5 separate regions of the Mus musculus genome follow, and regions 2, 3, 4 and 5 are each linked to region 1. A link is a contact called in public Hi-C, HiChIP or PLAC-seq and promoter capture Hi-C data. All regions are on one chromosome and are shown on one strand. Each heading gives the region's core, a stretch centred on a gene start, on an enhancer-like site or on the middle of the called end of the contact. The rest is flanking DNA. Distances are from core to core; before and after follow the strand shown.

Region 1 (2,711 bases), core at 110-2,609:
AAAAGTAATTGGTTGCCCTCATAACCCTACAGCAGCGGGCACATCTTGCCTGGCAAGGTGGTCGGCTGGTTTATCACGGATGCTTCTTTTTCCCTGGCAGGATTCACAGCACCTATGAAAGCCAGTCATCACAGAGAAGCCAGTCATCACAGAGTCATCACAGAGAAGCCAGTCATCACAGAGTCATCACTGACAAGTTTTTGGGTCAGTGCACTTTGATGTCTCTGTGTCCAGCTACCAAAGTATACAGTGTCTCCAGCAATAGTGTCTTACTACTTAGTTTCGGTGGGCAACCAAGTGCAACAGCTATAGCCTGTATTGTTTTAGGGGCTTCTGGGTCTTCCCTGACCATGTCATAGAAAGCTATCCCATGCCTGGCATTGAGATTTTCATCTAATAATGCATGTCTTTTGGGGGGAATCATTTTCCATCCATGCAAGTGTATCTCTTTGAAATTCTGTATTTTAGATTTACTTCTATTTTGGGAGAGTGTTCTACCTGCGTCCGAAAGGGGGCGTGTGGGACTGGAGTTTATTGCAGCTCATGAACTCCCAGGTGAATGCTGGGAACCAAACCCAGGTCCTCTGCAAGTGCTCTCAACTTCTCAGCCATCTCTCCAGCCCCTTTGTATTTTTTAATTAGTTTATAAAGGTAGTGGGTTTCCATAGGGGTTATAGTACTTTGGTCATGTTTTTGCCAAAACGATCATTTAAAATATATTGTCAAGTTAGCAGGGCCTATGCGAACATTATCTCACTTAACATCCTAAGATCCATATTATAGCTGTACAGGCACACGTCTGTAATTCTGAGAGTCTGGGTAAGATCCTGAGGGGGCTGGTGAGATGAATCACTGGATAAAGGTGCCTACTGCCAAGCCTGAGTTAGAATCTCAAGGCCCACATAGTGGAAGAAGAAGACTACCACAAGTTGTCCTCTCCGCTGGTGTTTGAGAACAGCCAGGACTACACAGCGAGACCATGCCTCAAAATAACTAAATGACAACAACATTTTATTATTATTATTTTTAAAACCTATAAATATGGAGTTAGAGACGTGGTCCAGTTGCTAAGCACTGGCTTAAGTGGCTGGGGCACGACTTAAGCACGACTCTCTTGAGCGCTTTCTCTCTGCATGCAGGCGCTGGGACGGCCCTGGGGCTTAGCTGCACAGAGGTAGACCAGTACGGGCCCCCAAGCCCTGGTTCCAAGAGCGTTCCCGCCCACACGCTGCTATTTCTCCGCCAGCGCCTCCCCTCGCAACCAGCCCGGAAAGCCTACGCCCTACCTACCTTCTACCCAACCACAGAGTAGGGCGGGACATCCGCTGGCGCTTCAACTCTCCCGGAAGTGACGTCGGAGTGTCAACATGCAAGATGGCGGCCCATCACCGGCAGAACACAGCCGGGCGGAGGAAAGTGCAGGTATGGCGGCCCGGCTCCGCGGCCTTGGCGACACTGCCGTCGGCTCTGGTACCCCCGCGGGCGGGCGGATGCCTCGGGCCGCGGCTGGCCGGGTTCGACAGCCGGAGGATGGCGGGGCGGGGCGCAGCGGCGCGAGGGGTGGGGCCGGGGCGCCAACGGCCTGAGGTGGCGGCGGGCGGACTGGGCGCGCGGGCCTCGCGAGCGGTCGCGGGGAACCGCCGTCCCGGCGAACCGCCGTCCCGGGACACCGGGCCTGCGGCGGCGCCATGGGCCTGCTGCCCGCTCACCTGCCTCTGCTCTCGGCCGCCTTCCTCCGGAACAGCCGCGACCCGGCGGCGGAGGCCTCGCGGCGCCCGCGGGTGGGTGAGGCCGGGAAGCGAGGGGCCTTGCGGGGGCGTGGCGGGTCCGGGTCGCACGTGGGAGCGCTGTGCTGGAGGAAATGACAGTGTCCCTTCCTTAGCGATGGGCTTTGCCTCCGCCCTCCACCGTCCTCACTATGCATCTTCCGGGCTTCCTTTTTAGTCCTCATCTCCCTAACGTCGGAATCTCCAGTGATGAGCTCGCTGACCCGCACCGTGGGTGCTTTGGGTTTCCCCAAATCACGTTGGTTTGGTGTACGTTTGAGTTTTGCTTGCTGCCTTGTGTGCTGGGGATAAAGCTCGTTTAGCAGAGCCCTTCCTGTCCTGAGCAAGGTTCAAACCCCCTGCTCCACATAAAACCAGGCATGCTTGGTACCCGCCTGTACTTCTAGCGCTGCTTGTGTGTGTGTGTTTCTGTGGTGACGACAGGGGAATCGGAAATTCAAGGTCATCCTCCAGTACCTACCAAGTTTGAGATCAATCAGTCTGGGCTACACGAGACACACTGCCTTAAAAAAAAAAATGCATTCAGTCATTAAAGTGGACTGAGTGCATAGACTTGCCGCACAGAGGAGAAGAGACTAAAAGGGTTTAGCAGTCAGTAAACACTCCACGGATTGAACTCAGTGTTCAGAAGGGAGGGCCAAAGGTGAGTAACCCCAGCATAAGGCTGGAAAGCTGTGGCATTTTCTGAATGAGTGTCCTCTTTATAGTACTGACTTCCATTTGTTGGCCCTGTGTGCTCACTAATGGTTGTTTAATGGTTAGAATTGGGCTGACTGGGAGATGGTCAGTCTGGTGGAAGGCCTGTAGCACAAACATGAGGATCTGAATATCTGCGTCCACGTAAACATCTCTATCCCCTCACTTGAAAAGACGCCTGGCATGTGGGTTGGCACTTGAAATCTCAGCTCTAGGGAGGCAGAAAAT
Region 2 (2,711 bases), core at 64-2,563, 970 kb before region 1:
GCGTCTACCAGAGGCGCTTCTGGAAGTTTCTTTCCAACTTTGTAGACGCTCATCGGTGAACACGCGGCTTGAATGGTGCCAGCGCCGGGATCGCACCGGCGTGGAAAAGTAAGGAAGTCCCAGCAGGCCTCCCCTCTTGAAAGCCACCCGGGGAGAGGCGGGTAGGGGAGTAGGGGGCAAGTGCGCGCGCAAACTGGCGAATGGGCGGAGTTAGATTGTCTTCTCCAGCCCGTCTGTCAGTCACGAGCTTCAGCTCCGCCCACACAGCGGTAATTGGTGAGGAGCGCGCGCGAGCGCCCGCGGCCCGCCCCCTTCAGCACTGCCCCCGCCCACCGGTTGACAGGGCTGCAAGTGGGGCCTGCAAGTTGGAGCAAGAAGGTGCGTGCGGGTGCCGAAATGCTCAGACCCTCCGAAGCTGATGGGCACCTGCTCACACCCAGCTTTGGCTGTCACCCCAGACCTGACAGCAGCCCGATGCTCATGTACTCGAGTCCTGGCCCAGCTCTGCTCCTACAGGCCCCTTTCCACTCCATCAGCCACCTACAGCCTCTTTTCTGTCTTTAAGTGGCTGAACCCCTCGCCGAGGTGCCCACAGTCTCATGTGCCAAGAGGTCTAGCCTCGAGGACGCACTGTTCTGCACACCGACTCTCGCCCGGGCTGCTTATGCGGACTACACAGTGTGAGCCCGGTCTGCAGACTCTCCGCGCACCTCTCATCGCCTCCTCACCCCCAGGCCCAGCATCCCCTATGGCTCACCTCACAGCCTAGCTCTACATTACCCCAACTCTATGCCCGAACCCCGATGCAGCCTCGCTCCCTGCTCCCCTGCGGAACCCTCCATTCCCAGTTTGAGCGTCAGGACGTCCCTCACCCGGAACCCACTACCGACTGCAATCTTCTCCCACGGTACCTGGACTCGGGGTGAATAAACCTCCCCGGGCCTCAGCCGGCGATCCCGCTGCACCCCGGGCTTCCGCCGAGCACTCCCCGCGCTTCCATTCCGCGCCGCGCGGCCCACACCTCGATCGCTGAGCTTGCTCTATCTCCCAGGCTCCGCCGCACCCTCCCACCTACCCCGAGGCCCTCTGTGCCCCGCACGCGCGCGCCACCGCCCCAGACCACACCCCGCACGCTGTGCCCCCCGACTCGGCCCCGCACCCCTCTCCCCGGCGGGCGGCGGACGGCGGGCGGGCGGGCAGCGCCGGCGGCGGTGGAGGCCAGTCCTCGGGCCGGGACACACCCACCCGCCCGCCCTCCTCGCTTTCCTCCTTCCCTCCCCCTCGCGCTCCCTCTCTCCCGCCCTCCCGCCCTAGCTCCGCGCTCGCTCCTTCTCTCCGTCGCCTGCTCGCGCTTCCCGCGGCGCCGGGCCTCCCGCTCCGCCTCCCCGAGCGCGGCTCTCCCGGGCGCGGCTCCGGGGTTCATGCTGACGAGGCGGCGGCCGCTTCAGCCCAGCGGCGGCGGCGACGGCGGGAGCTGGGGCGCGGGCCCCGGCCGCCTCTCTCGGAGCGCGGGGCCGGGCGGCGGCGAGCGCCCCACCGCGCCGCGCCCCTGCGCGCCCCCTACGCCGCGCCCCCGCGCGCCCCCCGCGCCTAGCCTGCGGGGGGCCGGGCCTGCGGGCGGCCGGCGCGGCGCGCACCCATGGACGGTCCGGCCATCATCACCCAGGTGACCAACCCCAAGGAGGATGAGGCCCGGTCGCCCGTCGCGGGCGAAAAAGGTGAGGAGGGGCACGGGCAGCTGCCGCGGGGGGCGTGAGTGCACCCGGCGTCGCCGGAGTTCTCGGTGTGCGCCCGCACGGGCGTGGGGGAGGGGTGTACCGGGCCAGGAGGGTGCGTGGGTGTGGGGTGCGCCTGGAGCAGAGGGAGGCTGGGAGGGTGCCTGTGCCAGCTGAGCTCGTGTGAGTGTGCATGAGCGGCTGAGAAGTTGGGATCGGATGTGTGCACTGCACAGAGCTGTTTTAAGTGTGCATGCAGTGCGTGAGACAGGTTGTGTGCACACCTATGTGTACGCGCAGGCCAACTGAGAGATTATAAGGGCGTGAATGCTTTTAGCAGATTGTGTGTGTTCCTGACAGGCTGTGAGTTTGTGGACTTAATGTGGAGGTCTGTATGCCTCTGACTGAGAGGTGGTGATCGGTGTGCAGAGCCTGAGCGTGTGGACCTTGTGTGTGTGTGTGTTCACTCCTGATGGAGTTGTGTGAGAGAGAGAGAGTGTATGAATGTATGCCTACGCTATCCTACTGTCAGAATGTACTGTGTCTCTTTGCTGTTTGGGTGTATGTGCATATCTGGCTTTGACCAAGATCCTGTGTACACAAGTGCACACATGCTTGTGCCTGTTTGTGCATAACACAGAGAGGCCATGTCTTGAAAATATTTAGTTGGTTGTGCAAGTGGAGGAGAGAGGCGAGGAGCAGCGCCGTCCCCACAACACCACACACACATACACACAAGCACATATGCACACTTCCTTTTTAGCTTGTCTCCCAGCCACCAACCAGCCTGTCAGGAACTCCACCGCCTGGCATCTCCGGCCTCTTGTGGGTGGGGGGAGCTCTACGCAGCACTTGGCAAACGCTTAGTGGCTTAGTGCGTTAGAGCTGTCCCCTTTGGGGTAGTTGGTCAGGGGCTAACCAGGCAATGCCATGCTGCCTGCATCTGGTTTGTTTGGGGTCTATTCCAGCCCCGTCCCTTCCCCTGTTTACTTTTTG
Region 3 (2,711 bases), core at 145-2,644, 790 kb before region 1:
CTCAGGTCTGTGGGTGAACATCCTGGGACTCGACTCAGGAAGTGGGTTCAGGGCTGTAAGGCGAGCAAACTCACACCTAAGTAGAAAGTGACTATTTTGGCATCTGTGTTACCTAGGCAAGGGTATCTGGAGGTACAGAGCTGACAGCATGGTGCACATACATACATATAGGCAAAACACCCATACACATAAAAGAAAAATTAATCTTTTTATTTTTAAAAATATTTATTGTATGTATGTGAGTACACTGTCACTGTCTTCAGACACACTAGAAGATGGCATCAGATCCCATTACAGATGGTTGTGAGTCACCATGTAGTTGCTGGGAATTGAACTCAGGACCTCAGTGCTTATAACCACTGGGCCATCTCTCCAGCGCCCCCCTTTTTATTTTATTTTATTTTGCTTTTGAGAAAGGGTCTCACTAAATAATCCTGGCTGGCATGGAACTTGCTTTGTAGAGCAGGCTGGACTCACACTTAGAGATCTGCTAGCCTCTGCCCATTGAGCGCTGGGATTAAGGTGTGCGGCTCAGCCTCACACCCTCTATTGGCTGGGTTCTCTAGAGGAAAGGAACCAGAACAACAAGTGCACAGTACAGAGGAGGGCATAGAACGGCTCACCAACAGTGGCCGTCTGTACTTGCTGATTGCTTGGTACTTAATGCTGCCAGTGAAGGGCTGGAGGATTCCTGGAGAGTCACAGCCCAGGTCTCAAAAGTGACCTCCAACCCAGCCTGAGAGCTTCAGAGTGAGACGCTGTGTCAAAGTAAAAGCAAAAACAAGGGATTGTTTAAAACAAAACCAACCAAACAACAATATATGTGAAGAACAGTCTGAGCAAATTAAAATAGGGATGGCGGCACTTGGGTAGTAAGAAACACGGCTTTGTATGCAGTCAGACCAGCACAACAGTGAATCTTTTTTTCCATCAAACTTCATAATAAGCCCGTCTCTGAAAAGGGTGATGCTGGGGCTGAAGAAATGGCTCAGCCATTAAGAACCAGGGGACCAGCGGGTTAGTTCCCAGAACCCATGTCAGGTGGCTTACAATTGCCTAGCAGCTCCCAGAGATCCGACCCCCTCTTCTGGCCTCCACGGGCAACGGCACATATATACACACAGAGAGACACACAAAATAAAAATAAAGTTTTACAAAGAAAATATAGAAGAGACGCTAGTTCTCACAGTGACGTTCGCCTATGTCCAGCCCTCGGGAGGCTAAGGAGGAGGCGGGGGTGGAATGGTGAGTCTGAGCTAAGCTAGATTACCTAGCTGGACGTTAGGAATGCAAACTTTTAGATGACGACAGTGGTGACGCTCTTCTAAAGGAAAAGCTAGACGGAAGAGGCGGAGCCGGAAGAAGAAGTGGGACCCGGAGTCTGCAGCGTCTCTGTTGCCATGGATTCCGAGAGCAAGGAAGAGCAGCAATGCACAGCTTCCTCGGCCGTTATGTCGTCCTTGGAGACCCAGTTTTTGTCTGTCCCACACCAGCTCGAGTCCGCCAGTCTCAGCTGGTCCATCAGGAAGTCCTTGCATTCCTCGACCGTCTTAATGGATGATTGCCATTTCGGCTTCCCTACGCGGTCCCTCCGCGCCGGGTTCCACGCGCTCCCTCCACTCCCGGAGCCGCAGACGCTGCGTCTACGCCCCGCCTCGTTGCGCACGCAGGAAATCTCACATCTGCTTGCCCGAGTCTTCCGAAACTTGTACACCGCCCAGGTGATCGGAGATGACTTGAGCGACAGTTTGATCAAGGCCCGCGGCAGTGAGGATGCGCGCCACGAAGAGTTCCTTGACCAGCTGCAGCAGGTATAGTGGGTGCATCCCGGTTTACGGTCCGGATGCAGCCGCGCCAAAGTGAAGAACCCTATCCAAACTTGATACATACGCATATAAATGACATCTCCAGCGCCTTTCTCTGCGCACAAGCACATTATATGTTGCAAATATAAACGAAACAACTGGTGCAGACAGATCCAATCATGGTTAGGCATTTTTGCCCACATTTCTGGGTCAGCAGCGTGGTTTCCTCTTTTGCACTGGGGTCAAGTGTAATGATCCTGCCTCTTTGTGACCTGCGGTCGAAGACTCCCTTCCCAACTCTCCCCTGTATCTGCCCGTCGGATCTTTCCTTATTCTTTGTCACGCCTTTCTGTCCTTTACTCTCTCTTTAAACGACATAACCTAGCATCATTCATTCCTTTCTAACACATGACTACTGTGTGCCATGCTCAATGCTAGGCAGTGAGGATTCAGTAGCCATGAATACTTCGGGAGTGGGGTACACCTCAGTGTTGAGTGCTTGCCTGGCAAGGGTAACACAAAACCCTCAACCTCCACCAAGGCAAAACAAACAAAACTGTGAAAAAGAAAATATAGGAGTTGGTAAGATGGCTCAGCAGGTAAAAATGCTTGCTGGTAAGCTATGCTTCCCACCCCCACCCCACACACAAAGTGTTAAGCCCTTCTCCTCGGTGGCAGGATATTGGCAGACCCTGTCTTGGGCAGGTAATCATGGCAGAATGAGATCAAGCTCGCAGTAAGCAAATTGTTTCCAGAAAACACCGTTCCACCTTACTCCACCTTTCCTCGGGCTTTCCCCCACCTAATGTTCCCTGAGCCTCAGAGGGAGGAATGCAGGACTCCCACTGATGCCTCAGGACTCAGTGGCACCTTATTTTCAGTCTTTTGATGGTTATGGATCTCAAT
Region 4 (2,711 bases), core at 115-2,614, 730 kb before region 1:
ACACAATATACTTTGATCATATTCATTCCCTCCCCCGGCTCCTTTCAGACCCTCCCTACCTACCCAGCTTCCTGTTCTTTAATTACCTGGAGTCTCCCCTGTCACATGGAAGAACAGGCTACTTGTCAGTCTAAGCGGGTTTACATGGACAGGGCGTCTGGGCAAGAGAGATGGAGAAGATACAGCAAAGCCGCTGTGTGGCCGCTCCCATGTTGGGCCTCCACAGTCTTTGAGCCTGCCTCGACTTGAACTAAGGGGACATCTAGAATGTGTCCTGGGCCATTACAGCTGTAAGATGGGGGATTAAATAAAGGGCTTTCCTGTCCCCGAGTGATAGAACCCAGCCTTGGACCAGGGCCATCTTTGTGCAGATAGCCCCATTTCTGACCCCGTCTATGCTTCTGGCTGGCGGGGTATCTGTCCATTGTGACCTTAGTACAGTGCTCCGTCCACTGCTCCTGTGCCTCAGCCTTTCCCCTACTTAGAGGAGGATGTGTTTCCAGGCCCACAACCGGGGGCTTTGGGACTAGCACAAAGGTTCTTTGTGGCCTGACTTTTCGACTGAGGTGAACCTATTGCTTTCCTGGTGACAGTGTGGACTCTGACTCATGTAACACGTAAACAACCACACTGAGCTGGGCTTCTCCCTTGGCTTGTTATGCAATCGTTGCATTTCTAGACCTCTGGGGGACAGGGCAACACATGAAGAAGGGAGCCAGGAAAACCTGCTCATCCTGGCTCTGCCAAGATGAAGACGACGCAGTAGGTCTTCTACCTCCACACATAGACTGAAGAGCTGGTCTTTCTGCCGCATGGGTCAGGAACAGTAGCAACTCTGTTAGAACAGGCAGGAAGTACAAGCTTTGGGAACTGGGAGAGAGTCAGACTTAGCCAGGGGCCCAAGGTCTCCTCTGCTCTTTCCCAGACTCACTTTCTAGTTCTTCTCCGTGCTTCTCACCTCGCTTTCCCTCTTCCAGCTTGTCTGCCTACTTTCTGCTTCTCCACCCATGCTGGCCCCACTGCACATGGCAGCCACCTTGAGACGTCCAGTCACAGAGGTTCTAAGGTTCTTAAGAAAGCCTGGACATATCCCTAGCTCTGAACTTGACAGTGCCTTAAAAGGGCTAGGTCCCAAGTCAGGGATATCTGGAGCTGGAGGGCAGCTGAGGAAGACACTGGAAGGTTCTGGGCCTAGCAGATCAGGTGTTGATGGGTGCCTCTTGCCTCTTAAACCTTTTCTGTTCCTTGTCAGGAGGTACTGTTGGCCTACAGCCAGACTTTGACTGCTCTGCGGTGGAATCGCCTATGTCCCAGTTCAGAAGGCAGCCAAAGTCCACATACAGGGACTGGGATAGCCAAGAGCCACCGCCAGTCTGCCCGTGGCTGCCTATTGTGTGTCTGTTTTACTTGAGGACAGCAGGTGTGGTGACTTGAGGTATCCGAAGGGCCGGGATTCTATGGATCACTCAAAGGCTATAGACTGTTGACATAGACTCTAATTCTTGTTCCTCAAGGATGCAAACACCCCAACTTGCTCATCCTTCACCTTTGAGATTTCAGCTTACATATGGGGGCTCCTCTTTGAGTCTCTGGGACCAGACTGCCAATTTGAGGTCCAAACTGGGACCCTACAGCTTTCTCACTTCTTAGGATGTTGGTGTGCTCACCTATAAAGGGTCAGGTGACTCAGATCTGTGGCTAGTTGGAAGGACCGTGAGGTCATAGCTATGGGGCTTTCCATGTGGTGATAGTGTCAGAGGACTCTCAAACCAGAAAGCGCTGTTAACTATCCTCTATCCTGGCCACTTAGCCTGCGAGCCACCCCACTTCCTTGTCTATTCTATCCAGGTCTCTCTTTGATGTCAGCTCTGTTCTTGAGTTAAAGGGACATCTCTGTCCTGCCTATGGGGGAAACAGACAACCAGAGCTGGCTGTTTGGGTGTGTATCCTGAACTGTGAGAGTCACTGGAAGACTTAATGGCACCTGCCAGTCTATGTTCAATGACTAAGCAAGTCTTGTCTTCAGCAATAGGATCTTCTAATCCATCAGGTTATGAAGAGCAAGGCATTGCTTTGTCACTAGCCTGTGATATTTGGGGGGTTTCATGGTACTTCTTTGGCCAACAACTCACAAGAGGTAGCCAGTTCCTGGCACTGGAGGGTTTATTTGGTGATGTAAAATGTCTACTTTTACGTAGGTATCTGTTTTAGGAAGCTTCTGTAAGACCCCCTTTCGGGGACCCCCACTCTAGTCTCAGGAGTGAGAGAGCACCCAAAGAAACACGAGGACCCATCTTGCTGTAATTACATGAGGTCGTTTAATGATGGAGCTCCGGACCAACATGCATCTCACACAGGAGATAACGGATGTCGGCCTTGAGGCTCAAAAGCTAGGGGTTTTTATGGGGGTGAGGGGCTTATCTTGTTCACATAGCAACCAGTTGATGTATGACTTTACCCAGCGCCAAGGGGCAATAGACAGAGGGGAGGTTCCGGCCAGATGGTGTCGACTCAGACAAGATAGCCTTGCCTGCATCCTTGCATTCTTTTTCATCTTTACAGTCAAGAGCCCTGCCCTGGCATCTGGGCTCATGGACAACTCTTTTACGTGAATCACAAGTTACAAAATCTCATTTTCCTTCACTTCTTCAGTCATGGGACTCATATGGTTTTTCAGGTTTGCTGTCCCTGCCCATATCCCTCCTTACTTC
Region 5 (2,711 bases), core at 95-2,594, 680 kb after region 1:
CTGAAATGCTGGTGGTTAAGAACTTAGCACCTGGAACTGGCTTTACTGGTATAGCCTGAGGTAAGGGGACAGGGGAGGAGGGGACTGAAATCAAGGACAACAGTGCCTGGGAGCCAGCAGTTTCAAAAGCATGGTTACTTCAGTGAGGTATTTGGTGATTGGTTTTCAGGGGTATTTATGAAGGATTTCTTAGCGTTGGGACTGCTGTGGACTTGATAACTTTCAGGAAACAAGGTCTCACTTTGCTTTTCTGGCTTCTGAGCTCCAGGGGCCTGACTGACTTTCTTCTTTCTTTCTTCCTTTCTTTCTTTCTGCCTGTCTGTCTGTCTGTCTGTCTGTCTTTTGTTTTCGAGACAGGGTTTCTCTGTATAGCCCTTGCTGTCCTGGAACTCACTTTGTAGAACAGGCTGGCCTCAACTCAGAAATCTGCCTGCCTCTGCCTCCCAAGTGCTGTGATTAAAGGCGTGCACCACCATTGTCCGCCTCCAGGGGACTTCATGCTTTAGCCTCCAGCATAGGCCATCAACCACCACACACCTTGAACATTGTCTGAGGTAGGGCTTCTGGTTCCTGTCTAGGCCTTTGTAGTGCTAGCATTACAGATAAGTACCATCGTGTCCAGTAAGAAATAAGCTTTTCCTACCTTATCATTTTTACTGCTTTACCATTTTAAAGTTTGGGGTTTTATGCAAATGAGTTTTGCCAGCATATTAGGTCTGTGCCTCATTGTGGTGTCTGAGAATGTTGGGTCCCTTAGAATAGGATTGTGAGCCACCATATGGCTGTTAGAATTGAGTCTTGGCCCTTTGCAAGAGCAACAGGTGTTATTAACTGCTGAGTCTATGAAAATACTTTTCAGGATGATTTGTGTCTTTGTGGGTATATGCTGTGAGTGCAGGGTCAGGCAGTCCAGAAGAGGCCGTTAGATTTCTGGTGCTCAGTTGAGCCACCTGGTGCTGAGAAGTGACCGGCTAAGCTAATTTTCCGGCCGTATCAGCATGAGAAACTGCACACTGATGTCCAATCTTTATTTGTGGGGGTGTGATTTTTTTTTTTTCCCCAATCAATGTTGCTATTTAAAATTGGTACCAGAGAGATCGCTCAAGCGAATTTGTATAATTTCTGCCCGGAGCGGGCAACGCTTACCACCTGCTGCCCAGATGCGCACGCACCCAAACGTCTCAAAGCGCACCTCTCAGATCTTCAGAGCAGATGCGCGGGAGTCTGCGCAAGTGCGCAGGCGCCCTGAGCCACATCAAACCCCTCCTACTCCGCTGGACCGACAAGTGGTGGGGCGGTGTTATCACCGAGATGAGGCCTCCGGAACTCCTAGAGCGGCCGGAGTGCGCTCGCGCTTCCGGGTCGGGGCTTGGCCCTGTAGATAGTTCGGGCGAGTCGGACGTTGACTTACTGCGCCCGGTGCTGGGTCAGAAGTGCAACCTTCCTTCAGCGTTCCCAGCCTGCCACGAGTGGACAATCCGATGTTGCCCCCCCCTCCGTGCCCAGGGACGCATTGGGCCCCAGGAGGCGTCCCCGGGGCGCGGAGCATCATTTCTGTCCCCTCGCCGTCAGACACTCGTGCCTTGTAAGCGCGCAGTCTGCAGAGTGGAGACCTGCGTGGGAGGCAGGAAGACTTTGGATGGGGATGTCCGAGGAGGTTGGGGTGTCACAGTGGGAGATACGGAACCCACGCACCACAGGAGGCTATATTGGGAGTGGTGAGGCTTACGTTGCAGATGCTAGTGGAAGAAAGGAGAACCATGCCAGAACATCCCGTGAGTGTCTGCAAACGAGAGTCACCTGCTGAAGTTAGGAAGTTCATTATTGAGCTGGTTCTGGTGTCCGTTGCTAGTAGGATATGCTGAAGAGGCAGAAGCAGGAATATCAGGAGTTGAGGCCAGCCTGGGTTACACCTTGTGTTGGAGTACCTTCTGCTCTTCCAGAGGAACAAAGTTTGGTTCCCAGAGTCCCTGCGGAGTATTTCACAACCTCCTATCACTCCAGGTTCTTCCAGGGATCTCTGGGAGTACCTGAGTTTGTGTGGCGGACATTGACCACATTCATCCATTAAAACAAACTAAAACGTGTTGAAGAGTTTGCTTCATTCATTGTGGTCGTATTGTCAAGAGACCAGTATTCAGTGTGCGAATTTTCTTTCACTTCCCATACACTTATTTGTGTGTGTATACAGACGTGTGTGCCACAGAGGGTGTGTGGAGGTCACATGACTACCTTCAAGCATCAACTCTTCCACCGTGTGGGTTCAAGAGATGGAACCCAGGTAGTCAGGCTATGCAGCAAGTAACTTTACTCACTGAACCTTCTGGAGGAGGGGAGGGGCTGAGAACGAGGTTTGCTGTGACCTGAGGCTTGTGAGTGCCTTCCACAGACACTTTTGAGAGTTGAGTCTTCTTTTTTGAACTCTTGTCATGCGAACACACACACCATGTTTACACCTGAGGTGGCCTCGTTACCACACGGGTGGAAAAACCTTGGACTTGTTACGCACTTGATTTAAATCAGTTTTTTGGTCACTAAACTCAGAAGATGTTTGCTGTTGCTTTTGTGACTCACATTTAGTTCTGTGACTCCATTGGGGTCAGACCCATAGTTATAAAGATGTTCTTTCTAGGAAGCCAGAACACGCAAACTCTTTGAAGAGAGCTGGCTTTCTCGAGAGACAGGGACATATGGTTTGTAAAGCACTGACT

The links. Promoter capture Hi-C pulls out the DNA fragments that hold promoters and counts their contacts. Hi-C and Micro-C count contacts between places; a contact is called where the count stands out from the background. HiChIP or PLAC-seq counts read pairs in DNA pulled down with a chosen protein or histone mark.
Region 2: a Hi-C map of cortical neurons shows a contact between it and region 1, with 8 times the contacts expected there. The contact joins the promoter of Ctdspl here to the promoter of Wdr48 in region 1. A contact is called at or near these places in 1 of 39 promoter capture datasets (hippocampal neurons), 5 of 484 Hi-C or Micro-C datasets (cortical neurons, embryonic stem cells and frontal cortex) and 1 of 115 datasets of contacts at active chromatin or transcription factors (forebrain).
Region 3: a contact with region 1 is called in a promoter capture Hi-C map of embryonic stem cells, with 3 times the contacts expected there. The contact joins the promoter of Dlec1 here to the promoter of Wdr48 in region 1. A contact is called at or near these places in 5 of 39 promoter capture datasets (the 3T3-L1 cell line, embryonic stem cells, hippocampal neurons and 1 more), 3 of 484 Hi-C or Micro-C datasets (the G1E-ER4 cell line and cortical neurons) and 1 of 115 datasets of contacts at active chromatin or transcription factors (astrocytes).
Region 4: a FOXA1 HiChIP or PLAC-seq map of pancreatic cancer cells shows a contact between it and region 1. The contact joins the enhancer-like site here to the promoter of Wdr48 in region 1. A contact is called at or near these places in 4 of 39 promoter capture datasets (the HPC-7 cell line, cranial neural crest, embryonic stem cells and 1 more), 1 of 484 Hi-C or Micro-C datasets (cortical neurons) and 1 of 115 datasets of contacts at active chromatin or transcription factors (pancreatic cancer cells).
Region 5: a promoter capture Hi-C map of neutrophils shows a contact between it and region 1, with 3 times the contacts expected there. The contact joins the promoter of 5830454E08Rik here to the promoter of Wdr48 in region 1. A contact is called at or near these places in 3 of 39 promoter capture datasets (liver, neutrophils and pre-B cells) and 2 of 484 Hi-C or Micro-C datasets (CD8 T cells and regulatory T cells).

What each region holds. Positions count from the first base shown.
Region 1 is chr9:119,893,536-119,896,246 of GRCm38.p6, forward strand. It overlaps Wdr48 (WD repeat domain 48), which reads left to right and starts at 1,360. Exons shown (of 19, transcript NM_026236.3): 1 at 1,360-1,422. The coding sequence starts at 1,375. Gm2449 (a long non-coding RNA gene) reads right to left here and starts at 1,377. Exons shown (of 7, transcript XR_871350.2): 1 at 1,291-1,377; 2 at 1-112.
Region 2 is chr9:118,925,223-118,927,933 of GRCm38.p6, forward strand. It overlaps Ctdspl (CTD (carboxy-terminal domain, RNA polymerase II, polypeptide A) small phosphatase-like), which reads left to right and starts at 1,314. Exons shown (of 8, transcript NM_133710.3): 1 at 1,314-1,718. The coding sequence starts at 1,640.
Region 3 is chr9:119,101,115-119,103,825 of GRCm38.p6, forward strand. It overlaps Dlec1 (deleted in lung and esophageal cancer 1), which reads left to right and starts at 1,395. Exons shown (of 37, transcript NM_177117.5): 1 at 1,395-1,811. The coding sequence starts at 1,401.
Region 4 is chr9:119,164,412-119,167,122 of GRCm38.p6, forward strand. No RefSeq gene overlaps it. Among named protein-coding and RNA genes, the nearest start is that of Acaa1b, 8.7 kb to the left of the region's middle. Within about 2 kb of position 1,365, at least 39 of the 459 cell types and tissues checked have an H3K27ac peak or open chromatin away from gene starts, as enhancers often do. A contact at or near this core is called in pancreatic cancer cells, where this site is marked.
Region 5 is chr9:120,575,987-120,578,697 of GRCm38.p6, forward strand. 5830454E08Rik (RIKEN cDNA 5830454E08 gene) reads left to right here and starts at 1,345. Exons shown (of 1, transcript NR_073359.1): 1 at 1,345-2,087.